Linked DNA regions of Mus musculus: all the other regions are linked to region 1. The links are chromatin contacts, called in public HiChIP or PLAC-seq and promoter capture Hi-C maps. All regions are on one chromosome and are shown on one strand. The core of a region is the stretch at or near the end of the contact, and the rest is flanking DNA. Distances in the headings are between cores, read along the strand shown. Region 1 holds the start of Pik3c2b (phosphatidylinositol-4-phosphate 3-kinase catalytic subunit type 2 beta). Region 2 holds the start of Cdk18 (cyclin-dependent kinase 18). Region 3 holds the start of Nuak2 (NUAK family, SNF1-like kinase, 2).

Region 1 (4,220 bases), core at 967-3,466:
GGACTAAGAGTACATCCTGGAGGACTGAAGTTTGTGATTAGCTACACCATCCCCAAAGAAACAGAGACTCCTCCATTTTTCTCTCCAATGCTCCCTACAACACACACAACACCTTTAAAATACTGGGACAGGGCACCACAAAGAGACCTACAGGGCTACAAGGTGTAGAACCTCTGTAGGAGCACAGTTAGGTCATGGGGAAGAAAAAAAATTGCTCCAGACCAACAGGCAAAGCCAAAGAAGCACCCCAGAAAAATGAAAATGTGTAGAGCCCAAAATAAACGAATTGCCCTTCCCTTACCCAGTGCTCCAGTGGAAAGGAAAATGGATAGGCTTGCCTTCTGGCCAGGCCTGGGAGCTTGATCAGATTCAGACAGACACACCCATGCACTCAGCAGTAAGCTCTGAGCTACAAGAGCCAAACCTTGGGCTTCCCAAAAGCCAAAGGAGAAGCAGCCCCAGTCTGGGTCCAGGGCTCTTGTTCAAAGCCACCGTCTCCTCAGACACTGCAGGCCGTCAGGCAGGGCTATAAAATGTGCCTCGACTGAATTTTTCCACGGACACAGCCCCGAATGGGACTACCAGGCTCTGAAGGAGCGTCAGGCTCGCTGACTGGGCTCCAGGAGCTGCAGCTGGAAAGAGGGAGGCTATTTGTGTGTCAGGGTTGCCATTTCTCTCCTGAATCTCTTTCCAAGGCCTAGTGGGAGCAAATCGAGTAAGTTTTCATTCAGGGCTGGTTTGGGGCTGGAATTCAGTGCAAATTGCTTACATCTGCTTGGCCATGTCCCAGACAAGCAGGTAGTTTAGAGAAAGGAGGGGCTGTATCAGCCCACTTCTGTAGCCCAGGTAGCTTGCCAGCCGCTAAGGAATCAAAGGCCTGCTAGGGTCTATCAGTCCAGGCTGCAGAACTCTCTGACCAAGTTGAATAAAAACACCAGGGCAACCAGAGACAATAGGACTTTCACCCTAAATATGACTGGTGGGCTGGGACTGGGAAACCACAAAGATACCTAAAGGGAGGTGAGATGTAGGGCCAGGTTAGCCTGAAGGAGCAATGGCAGAGTTTAGACACTTCAACCTCTGCACAACAAGGGTGAATGCACTAACCTCATACATTTGGTAACCTCTTTCCACACCCCAGAAGCCTGCCAAGCCCCTGGACTTTTCACCCCACCCACCCCAGCTTGGCAGTTTTGCTGGGGCTTCCAGCTTCTATCATCGCACCAAAGCTGCAGCTGTGTAAAACTGAAAAATGAGGGGCAAGTACTGCCCAGGAGAGGAGCACTTTCCCGGAGGGCCGGGGACTCGGGCCTGAAGGTCCTAGTCTCTCCTGCAAGCTTTCAGTCTTCTGCTTTTGCAGTATCCTTATAAGGCCAACCCTACCCTCCGCCTGGCCGAAAATGTGTACCGTCCCGAGGTTGGACGCTGACTTCTCACTCCCGCTGCACAGGAAGGCACCACTCCCACCACCCCCCACTCCAGGACAGGTTTTGCTCTTAAACAAACTAATAAACAAATCGACTCCAAAGCGGTCCCCTGGTCCCAGCTCGTCTTGCAGCTGCACCCGGGAAGTGTGTTCCGGAGGAGGAGGCGGGTGCAAGCCCGGCGAGGCCGCGAGTCGCGGGCGAGCCGTGGGGCGGGGGCGAGCAACCTGCAGTGCTCGGAGGACCCGGCTGGGCTCTCGGCCCTGCCATTGTTGGCCCCGGCGCTGGCGCTTCGGGGCGGGAGCTCTGCCCACGTCGCCCCGACTAAGAGGGCGCTCCGCAGCCCCGGGGTCGTCCTCCCCGCCGCGTGCTCTTCCTACCTGCGCTGGCCGCGGGTTCTGCCGCGACACCCTGACTGTCGTGGCTGGGTGTCTAGGGCTCCGCCGACCCGGCTCGCTCGGAAGATCCAGGCGGCTCCAGCCCCCGCGTGATGTTCAGTGTCGCCTGCTCCCTTCGCTCGCACCGCGCGGGCACTGGGATCCCCGCAGCAGGAGACACACGGGCAAGCGACGGGCGTGGGGGCCGGGCCCGGGCCCGGTGCTGTCTGCCGGGAGCGTGCACGAGCTCGCAGTCAGGCAGCCCCGGGTGAGACAATAGCGCGAACGGCGAGCGAGCGGGGAGAAGCCATCTCCCGGACAGCCGGCGCACTGCACGGCGCGCGAGGCTCACCGGCTCCTGCCAGGACCGCGGCCCAGGCCGCCGGCAACAGCCGCAACGCCGAATCGCCTAGTCGCGGGAGCCAGAGGGCGGGGCGGCGGGAACACGGGCCCCCTCCCTCCCCTCTTCCTCTCCCCCTCCCCTCCCCCTCCCGCTCCCGCCTCCGCACCGTGTGCGGCGTCCTGAGCAGACCCCGGGGGCCAGCAATCCCACTTCCCGCTGGCAGATTGTCGTCGTTTTCCAGGCTGGAACCCCTTGCTCTGGGTCAGGTGAAACAAGCCAGATCACCTTATTGGAAGCGACACGGGCTGGGCGTTCAGTTATCCGTTCGAAAATTTCCTCTCATAATTATGCATGATAGGGATGCTCTAAAGAACTACCACCTTCGTGGGGGAGGCTGTGTTGGCACTTTTCTCTCCCGTTTGCTCAAGGGCGGTCTTCCAACCTGAGTGGGGAGGAGAAGTAGAGAAGCCTCCAACCCTATTAAGGTAGGAAGCAAACTTTGAAACTGTGTTATTTTCTCCGGGCACCTCCCTTAAAGCACCTGTGTCAAGCATTTTCCTAAGGGCTCTACCCAGTACTGGCCAGCTCCGTTTGCATAATAACTAGGGTCTCGGATCTCCAAGTACACTTTCTTCAACCAGGAACTTGTTCTTTGCTATCTTCCTTTCTTTGCCAGTCACACTGGGATTCAGCCTTCTTCCTCAGTACCCCTTCAAGCCTTGGTGGGAGAAGGTGTCTCAGCTCCCATGCCCTCTGCTCTCTAGCTAAGGCTTCTATGGAAACATCTGTTAAGCATCCCTTGCCTTGCCCCAAGGAAATATTTAAGATACTACCATTTCAGTCTATCAAAGTCAGAAAGGTCTTTATAAAACACATGGGGCCTTTGATCCCGCCCCCTTATTTGCATGAAACTCTGTAAGAAACCGGAGCAGTTTTCCAGGAGACAAGGGCTAAAGCCTTCCTAGGTTGGTAGAGGTAGAAACTGGGGAGAGCTCACAAAGAGGAGAGCTGTCTAGTAGAATGAGGATTTGAACAACTAGAGGAAGTCCTGTGGTGGAGAAAAGCAGTACAAAAGGGGAGTCCCTAAGCCAGGTCCTCAATCAGCACCTGGGAGGCAGAAGCACCCCAACGGGTGTGGTGTGTAACTCCAGGAGAGCTGCTGCTTTTTCTCCTGGCCTCTGCAGGCATCCATATGCATGTGCACACCCCCACAAGCATATACAGAATCTAAAAATAAATTCAATCTTAACCCCCACCCCCAAAAAGTCGAGTTCACAATTCTAAAGTATTTGAGGGAGAATATTGTTTTGTTTTCATCGAGGATGAAATGGAACGGTTAGATAGAAACCTCATGGGCATCACTAGGTGAGTGAAGAGAAAAAGAAGCCTGTGAGAGCTAAATCAGGTTCCGGTGGCTTGATGGTGAAAGACTCGTTCTAGAAGCTTAACAACTAGAGGAGGAATACAAAGGAGCATGAAAGATCAGGTATGGAAGTGTTGTTTGGCACAGGTTTTCCCATGTAGCTGAGGCTGCCATTTGAACTTGATATGTAGCCCAGGCTGGCTTCAAATTCATGATTGTACTGCCTCTTTCTCCTAAGTGCTGAGCCAACACCCTTGGCTTGGTTTTCTTTTAAGACAAGAAAGAAATGTGTTCCTATGCTGAGAGGTAAGACCAGGGAGCAAAGGGGTGAAAATGCAAACTGTCCCAAAGAGGAAAGGAGATGGCCCAAAGCATGCGAGACAAAGTTGCCTGGAGAGACTCACTGGCAAATGGATTTGGAGAGCAGTAAGTCTTGAAGCTATACCCTGAAGAAAAAAAATAGTTGCTACTTGATCGTCTTTGAGAATTCTGCTGAGACAAAAAGAGTAAAAATAGTATAGAAAGCTGGTTGTGGTGGCACATGCCTTTCATCCCAGCACTTGAGAGACAGAGGCAGGCAGAATTCTGAGTTCGAAGCCAGCCTGGTCTACAGAGTGAGTTCTAGGACAGCCAGGGCTACACAGAGAAACCCTGCCTTGAAAAACAAAACAAAACAAAACCAATAGATAGGATTGAAGATGTAAAAAATGTGG
Region 2 (4,220 bases), core at 830-3,329, 910 kb after region 1:
TGGGGCCCCAGACCACCCTCTCTTCTCTTTGACTCTCAAGCTCCGAGATGAGTGACTTCAATCTTCCACCTGTTCCCAATCATGACATACACTGCCATAGTTCCAAAAGCGACAGTCATTTGTTCACAGACTGGACCCTCCAAAAGCATGCTCTCCTCCCCCTTCCTCCCTCTTCCCCCCTCCACATTCTCTTTATAAGCTGGTTACCTCAGGTGCTTGTTATAGCAATGGAAAGCAGACTTAAGCGTCTTTCTCATTTGCTTCCCTTCCGTACAAACTCCTGGAGGGGAGGGTCCAGGGTGTTATTTATCCTCTGGGCTCAGAAACCTGATTACTGCTTGACATGCAGAAGATGTTCAGAAACTGTTTATTGAGACCTTTTGACCTTACCCCCTGGCTCTCTGAAATTCTACCCTTTGGCCCCATCTTCTCTAATCCTCTAAATACTTAGGCATAGTCCAGCCCTCCAACCTTCCCTGGCATTGACATAGCCTCCCTGCTCCCTGTCTTTGTCATTGTCTTCCTCCTCCTCCTCCCTCCTTCTCCTCCCCCTCCCCCTTTCTTTTCCTCCTCCTCTTCTAGAGAGCATGTCTCACTCCGTGGCTGGCCTAGAATTCATTGGGGAAACCAGGCTGATCTTGAACTTATAGTGATCCTCCTGCCTCTTCCTCCTGAGTGCAGGCCCTCCCCACCACGCCTAAGCCTAGGTTTTCCTAGTTACTCATGGAACAGGACAGGTATCCTCTGTCCCAAATCCAGAGGCTTGGCTGTAGGCACTCTTTGCAGCCCTTCAGCTTGTAGCAGCCACAGCTGCATAAAACACTCATTCCCAGAAAAATCTCCATGCCCTGGTAGGGAAGGTAGCAAAGAGCTGGTAGGCCCTTGTGGGATGTCAGCCACCCATAAGTCACTCTCATGTGGCTGTGACCTCAGGACTCTGTCTTTTAGAAGAAAACTGTCCTCTTTCCAACACCACATTCTCCTCAAAGCAGCCTTCTCAAGGGCACCCAGATTGCAGAAGCTATGTGCCATATCTGCTAAAAGAACAGAGGGCAAGGACCTCTTTGATGTAGTCCCGGCAGAGCACCGGAAGCAAGGATAAAAAGGCCCCAGCATAAGAAGGCTGACCCTCAGCCCACCCCAGCGTTTTTGTGGCGTGCTTTAAACAAACAAAAGGTTTATTTATATTTAGCTTGTGTGCACGCGCGAATTTCGCCCACAGCTGTGTGTATCTAACACATATGTTCTTGGCACCATGGATCAGAAGGTGTCAGATTCCCTAGAACTGGAGCTATAGACAGTTGTGAGCAGTCATGCGGGTGCTGGAAACGGAACCGGGGTCCTCTGCAAGAGCAGTAACTGCTCAGGACTGCTTAACCATCTCTCCAGCGCCCCTGGTGGTGGTTTTTGACCCCTGACGTTAGACAGTGTGGGAGAATGATGTTTGACCTGGGTTCTAAGCCTTGTAGGACTTTGGGCTTCTTCAGTCTCCTTTCTGAGACTTAGTTTCCCCTTGTGTAAACCGAGACCTGACTTAGCATTGCCTATCTGCAAAGCTTCTTAGTTGATTCACTTGGCCAAAAAGGACAGAGTTGTTCCTCTTCATAGTGGAAGAGGGATGCTATGTGGGAAGGAACTCTTCCTCCAGGCCATGGAGAGGCAGAGATGGGGGAAGGGATCAGGGAGATATTATCAGGTAAGTGACAATTTCACACTCCATAAAAGAGAGGAGAATAGGCGAGGCCCTGTGCCCTGAGATCGCACATTAGCTCTTAGGTGCTAGGCGCTGCCCCCACTACCCTCCCCCCACCCCCCGAAATTGGCACTCAGCAGGTTGGGTAGAGACAGAGACCTGTCCGGTGTGGTCCAGGCTAAAGGGCCTCACCCTGTACTTAGTTTAGGGCCAGCTTATGAGGGGAACAGGAAGAAGCACAGGCCTTAGTTCCCAGAGTGGGAGAAAGGGGTGGCCCTGGGACAGAGGGAGAGCAAGGGATTGGCAGTGACTGTGGGCAGGGCCGGTCCGGACAAAGGCGGAGTCAACTTGTACACGTGAAAAACTCTGGCTGGGGCCCGGCTTTTGCCTTCCTCCTCCTCTTACCCACCTTCCTGCACCCCTCCCTTCTCCCTTCTCCCGCAGCTCAGGTTACAGCTTCTTTGGGGGGAAAACCGCTCACCTTTCCAGGGCCAGGAAGAGCCAGGGTCCCGAGTAGGGACCCCGGCGGGGCGCGGGGCAGGGCACCTAAGCCTGGCAGCGCGGCCGCGGAGGGCGGGAGCCGGCTCGCCACGACCGGGACACGCGCAGAGTCCGCCGCGGCGGCCAGAGAGGGGCACCGCGCCGGGCAAGCTGAGCAAAGGTAAGCCGGGCGGTCCTTAAAGGGGCCGACTGCCTTTGCGCTGGAGATTTGGGCAGAATTCCCCAGCTGCCATAGGCGATGGGCGCTCGGCAGGCGCGCTTGCGTTTTATTTTTTTATTATTTATTTATTTTTTTGGTGTGTGTGTGGGGTGAAGGATGCCCTGGGAAAGCCACTCCCAAGTTCCAGGTGCTGAGGCAGAACGCGTGCCCCGCGGGGACTCTGGATCCCGGACTCCCTTTGGCCCTGACCTCCGTCGGAACCCTACAAACGCAAAAGTTCCCCTCCCAGGCACAAGCCAGACGCTAAGTGCTTTCCTTATGGGAAGGACAAGGGTCAGGAGTCCCGATAACGAAGGGATTCAGGAGAGTGTAGGGCCAGATTGCCACCTCGAAGAGCTTTCTGGGCTTTCGTGAACTTTCCAGCCCCACAGGCCATGGGTGGTAGGCCAGAGACCTGGGGAAAACTGAGGACAGGTGAAGCCCCGAGCGCTGGCTGCGTGGTGAGGAGAGTCGCTAGGGAACGTGTCTCTTCTCTTGGGCTAAGTCCAGAGAAGCAATGATCCTCCCCTCCTGTGGACAGCGGTTGATAGCGTGTGGGAAAGGAGGGTGGGTGGCTCGCTCTTCAAACGCATGGCTTGACTGCTCTGTTTGGAGGTCACAAACAGGACTCTGAAAATGGGGTGGGTCAGAGGCTCTGTTCCACGCGGTTGGGGGACAGGCCCCTGATGGCCTTGGGGTTGTTTTCCCTGTACTGAGGGGTCAGCACCCCTCTAGGCTCCAGCGGCCTCATATATTTCTCTTAAGCTTTCCCAGGAGCAGGGGTAGAATTGTGGGATAGGGGCAGTCCTCAGAACCTTCTGAGTTCTGGCTGCTGCCATCTGCCCCTCTTTGTCATCCCAGCTCGGCCTTGAGCAATCTTCCCCAGCCTACCCAGCTGTGTTGTGTGGCCTGGGCCCCGTGGGTCGCAAAGCCCCCACCCTATCAGATGTGAGATTCAATGGAGGCACATAGCCCACAGTGAGGCGGGGTAGGTGGGGATCCAAATCCTTGTGTCTCAAGAACGCATGTCTTTGTCATGCCTTGGGCCTGGGATAGCTTCTGGGGTGTGGCCAACAGGCAGCTATGCCTGTGGACTTGGGCTGCATCGGAGGCTCCCTCTGCCCCAGCTCCTGTCTCCAATCTCTGCAATGTGCCAAGCAAGGTGTCATAATAATGTTATGATAGTTCATGAGTGTTATGATCACTAATGCACTAGCCAAGGAACAGACTGGGGGAGGGGTGGGTGAGAGTGATGTAACGGGTTCAATCCGGTCTACATCTATCTGACCCCAAGCCCGGTCCCAACTCCTGCTCTTCCTGGGCTGGAATTCCCAGGGAGGACAGGGGTAGTTCTCTAAGTAATCAGGCTCCCCAGGCAGACCCAGGCTTTACCAGAGGGACAATAATCTGAGAAACAAGTGGATTCCTAGTCTGGGATTGTTCGGGGAGGGGATAGCTGCCCTGAGATCCAGAGGGAATGGGATTGTGTTTCTCTCCAAACCCTGTGTTCTCTGTCAGTTAATTGATCCTGCTCCCAGGGGAAGAGGCCGCTCTTCATAGGGAAAAAGCCTGGCTTGGGTCTTCTGACTCCTACCTCACTCTAGCCTTCTCTTCTGCCCCTCCTCCTCTTCCTCTTCCTCTTTCTCCTCCTCTCCCTTCTCTTCCTCCTCTCCCTCCTCCTCCTCCTCCTCTTCCTCCTCCTCCTCCTCCTCCTCCTCCTCCTCGTCTTCTTCCTCCTCCTCTCCTGATTCCATCTTTCCTTCTCTGAGTTTGGGACCTGAAGATGAGAAAGGATGGTCAAATCTAAGCCATTTCTAGAATCCTCCT
Region 3 (4,220 bases), core at 470-2,969, 730 kb after region 1:
TCTGTCTCTCTTTCTCTGTGTGTGTGTCAATCAAGAGCTGATGTGAACTCTGAACTTTGATCTCAGTTTCTCAGACACTCTAGCTCCCTCAATCCACTCTTCCTACAACAAGCGACATAGCACACAAGCCACTATTAGCCACTATTTCCTAGCTAAGCCCCCAGACAAAGCCTGGGCCCTGAAGTCTCAAGGCTTAAGCCTCTGAGGCCCTGGCACTTTATAGAAAGAGAAAGAAAAGAAAGCCCGGAAGTACACGATTGCCCAATAACTGTAACCTGGCAGCGGGCAACTGGGGACTGTGCCAGGCCTTAGCAGGAAAAACATACTTGCTCCTATTGATGGGGTTATAATCCACTCCTTTCTCCAACATCCACTCTCCTTCACCAATGAAATGACTTCTTGAATTTCAAACCAGCTACTGGCTGCAAAAGCAAACAATTAGGGGAGGGGACCATTCCCATAGTCAATAGGGCAAATGATGGCTGTACATACACACCCCCTTACAAACAGCATCCACTGGACCTGCCAAATGTTCTCCCTAAACCACCTGCTCTGAGCCTTGCGAAAATGTGAATTATAGACCTTTTATAAAATAGTTCCCTTGGTGGAAAATGAGAGACTGCACATTTTAAACAAGTAGCCAGCTAATACTCAGGCCCACTGAACTAGAGTGGAAGAAACATTGTTGTGTAACTTTTGGTAAATTTGCTGTCCTTCCAAGGGGAGGTTTCCAGATAGGAGTATTCATTCTCAACACAGGATCTGTGATCAGGGCTCAAGTGCATTCACATTTATATCTTATTTTTTCCAAGCAGCTTGTGAGACAGGCTGTGTTCTCTCTATTTTTGCAGAAGGGGAAACAGAAAACAGAGATGGAGGAACTTGCTCAGAGTTACGGATTATTATTACGATTACACATGCGTAAATCAAAAGGGCAAGTTCCCCAAAGGCCTCACATCCAAAGATGTGGCTGGAGTGCTGGGAGTGGACCTGACATTTGGGCCTGCTTTTACATTTCCCAGAATAAAAACCTATCCCAACCAAACTTAGCTTCATTTCGGCTGGAAAGGCCCCAAAGTGTCAAGTCAGAGTTAAAGATCTCCACACCTCATCCATCTACTAAGAACTGGTGCTTTCAACTTCCTCCTTCCATTCTACTCTGTTGACGTTTGTTCCCGTCAAAATTCAAGTTAAGCTCCGTCTTCTCAAACTACAGGCATCTAGTGAAGCTAAGGTTCAGGACAGATGAGCACTGTCCTGAAAACCACGGACAGACACATCTAAAATGCGCGCGCCTGGCAACGCAGCCGAGGACACCGCAAGGGACGCGCTGTGAGCTCCCGAGAGCCGGGAGCCGCGAGGGACACTCACCAGACGCCCCGAGCTCTCTCGTGCCTTCTTCACCTTCCCGTAGGTGCCCTTGCCCAGCGTCTCCAGGAACTCGTAGCGGTGCCGCAGGTTGTGTTTGTGATGGTGCCGCTTCACCGCCTGCTTCTTCATCAGAGGTTTAGGCGACTTGATGAGCCCGTCCGCCAGCGGCCGGGCGCTCTCCGAGGCCAGGGCGGAGGCCGAGGGAGCCTGGCTCGGGCGCTGGAGTAAGGCCACCGACTCCATGGTGCGGGGACCGCGAGGTGGAGTGGGTCGGGCAGCAGTAGCAGCGCGCGCTGAGCCGCGGGCTCAGAGGTCACAGCCGCACCCGAGCACGCTAGAAAGCCCCGCGTTCCGAATTGCTATAAAACGTTTCGAGGGGGAATGTCCTGACCACGCCCCTGCGTCCCATTGGCCGACTTGCCGGCGGCTCGTGACCAAAACCTCTCGCATTGGTTCACCCTCTCCTGCCCCGTTCCTCCCCTTGGCTAGGCGCGGAAAGGTGTGAATGGGGCCCCGCCCACTTGGACCCGAGGCCCAGGAATGCGAGAATGGAGGCAGAGCCGAATTAATACCGAAGTGCCAGTCTTTAGGATTGAAGGCTCTCTGAATTGCTTTAGTCTCTGAATGACGCCAACCTTGTGCTATTGTGCTGTGTTCTCGGTTGGCAAGGGACAATCTAAGGGCACTAGAAAGTCCCGAAGTATTTCTCCACATGCAGTAAATTGTTTCTTCCAAGCTCAAAATCTGAAAAGCCTTTTGATAACTTCTTGAGGTCCATAAAGGAGAAAGTGAATAGGGAGATGGAATGGGTTGGAGACTGACGCCAGCTAAGCACTGGTAGAGAGCTGTCCTGACTCCATGTTCACTCTGCTTGGATTCCACCAACCTTAATTGGATTCTGGAATCCAACAGGCCTGGGAAATCCTTACTTTGTAGGGTTGCGTGGATTCCCTCAAGATGTGGTGGCCTTGTGGATCTCCATAAATTGTGAAAAAAGCACATCACATTCCAAGGACTTACATCCACGAGCTCCTAAATCTGTAAGGAGTGTCTTGGTCCCAGGGTTTCCTCCCAGTGGATTTTTTTTTTTTTTCAAAAGAGCAGGAGGTTGGGCATAAGATTTGGCTGCATTTAAGGGGCCTGGAAGGCTATGTCCAGACCCCCCTTTCCGATGTAGAAAGTGAGTTTACTTCTGCCACACAGCTGGCAAGAAAGCCTGGAATTCAGATACTGGCCTATAGGGAAAGAGTACAGGACAAGAGGACTTCCCTAATTCTAGCTATTCCGGGCAGGCATCCCTCCCTCATCTGCAGGACCTCATCTCTAGCTGTATCTTTAGGACTTGGCAGAGGATCAAAGAGGACTACGTCCTCAATTATCAAATTAAAAAAAAAACTACTCTCTGCCCATTTTCCTACTTCTGTTTGCCCTTTGAATCTTTTCAGAGGGAATAACTGGTATCTCCTTGTCTTGGAGCTCTCTGTAGCCAGAGACCATCCACCGGGAATCAGCCTTCTCTAAGTTCGGACGGTCCATGGAAACTGTATAGCTAGTTTAGTGCCCTATCTTCTGCCAGCTTGCCTCTCCACTCTGAGTAGTCTGTGAAAATAGAAAAGGCTCAACCAGTCTGCTCTCTGTGCGCCCTGTCTGTCAGTTCCTGGGGTCTGTCCAGGCAGAGTAGGACAATGAAAAGCATGTGTCAGAGGAGCAGGCTCAGGGATGGGAGACCTGGGTTCTAGACCTGACTGACATGAAAAGAGGAGGGAGCCCCTAGCCAAGATGAGAGGAGGATAGTTTGGGGTTGCTTTCTAAAGATAGGGCTTTTAAAGCTTACTAGAAGACCCATGTCTGTTAGCTAGCTGTATCAACATTTCCTCATAAGATGAAGACTTTTTTTCAGAGGAGCCCAAGGTTTCCTTTAAGACTCAATCTAGACATTTATCACTATTCCTAAACACCCCCAATACCCAGGGCACTGCTGAACAGATAAAGGTGCACAGTGGATTCATACAGACCAGATGGATGGATGGACACAGGAGGCAAACAAACAGACCTGCAGGCAGAGGAGTGAGCCATCAGAACCATGGAGAGAACTGAGAGATGGCTCAGCAGGTAAGGGCACTGACTGATCTTCCAAAGGACCAGGATTTCATCCCCGGCACCCACAAGATGACCCACAAAGAGCCATAACTCCAGTACCAGGGGTTCTGGCCCCCTCTTCTGATCTCCAACGACATCAAGCATGTATCTTCTGCACAGAAATGCATACTGGCATAAGGCTGTACATATGAAATAAATTAACAACAATTGTTTACAGAACTACTGATTAGAACAACCAAGTGCCAGAACTAACTTTCATTCTGTGTAGGGAGGACCTGGGATGTGGCTCAGTGACTTAAAGATTGGGCTTAGCTCTTTGGAGGATTTGTTAGGACGTTTAAGCTGAGCTGAGTCACCCTCATTCAGTTTGTCTGCCTCACGCTCTAGTCTTAGGAGGAAGCACTTCTTCTAACCCTTGCACCCAGTCACCAACTACTTAGCCCAATGATTCTCAACCTTCCTAATCCCTTGACCCTTTAATGCAATTCCTTGTATTGTCGTGACCTCCCAACCATAAAATTATCTTTGTTGCTACTTCATAACTGCAATTTTGCTACTGTTATGAATTGTAATGTAAATATCTGATACGGGGGCTCTCTGATATGTGACTTCTGAGAAAAGGCCCTGCAATTCTAAAGAGGTCATGACCCACAGGTTGGGAACCAAGGATTTAAAGACTCTTGTGGAAAATGAGCCTTCTGTGCAGTCACCGGGAATAAGTATCCATTCCTGAACTCCTGAACTCCATA

Evidence for each region. Promoter capture Hi-C pulls out the DNA fragments that hold promoters and counts their contacts. HiChIP or PLAC-seq counts read pairs in DNA pulled down with a chosen protein or histone mark.
Region 2: a contact with region 1 is called in an HNF4G HiChIP or PLAC-seq map of pancreatic cancer cells. The contact joins the promoter of Cdk18 here to the promoter of Pik3c2b in region 1. A contact is called at or near these places in 1 of 39 promoter capture datasets (liver) and 1 of 115 datasets of contacts at active chromatin or transcription factors (pancreatic cancer cells).
Region 3: a promoter capture Hi-C map of liver shows a contact between it and region 1, with 2.5 times the contacts expected there. The contact joins the promoter of Nuak2 here to the promoter of Pik3c2b in region 1. A contact is called at or near these places in 1 of 39 promoter capture datasets (liver) and 1 of 115 datasets of contacts at active chromatin or transcription factors (pancreatic cancer cells).

The regions. Positions count from the first base shown.
Region 1 is chr1:133,044,008-133,048,227 of GRCm38.p6, reverse strand. It overlaps Pik3c2b (phosphatidylinositol-4-phosphate 3-kinase catalytic subunit type 2 beta), which reads right to left and starts at 2,216. Exons shown (of 33, transcript NM_001099276.2): 1 at 1,805-2,216.
Region 2 is chr1:132,137,544-132,141,763 of GRCm38.p6, reverse strand. It overlaps Cdk18 (cyclin-dependent kinase 18), which reads left to right and starts at 2,079. Exons shown (of 16, transcript NM_008795.2): 1 at 2,079-2,354.
Region 3 is chr1:132,313,624-132,317,843 of GRCm38.p6, reverse strand. It overlaps Nuak2 (NUAK family, SNF1-like kinase, 2), which reads right to left and starts at 1,719. Exons shown (of 7, transcript NM_028778.4): 1 at 1,372-1,719. The coding sequence starts at 1,614.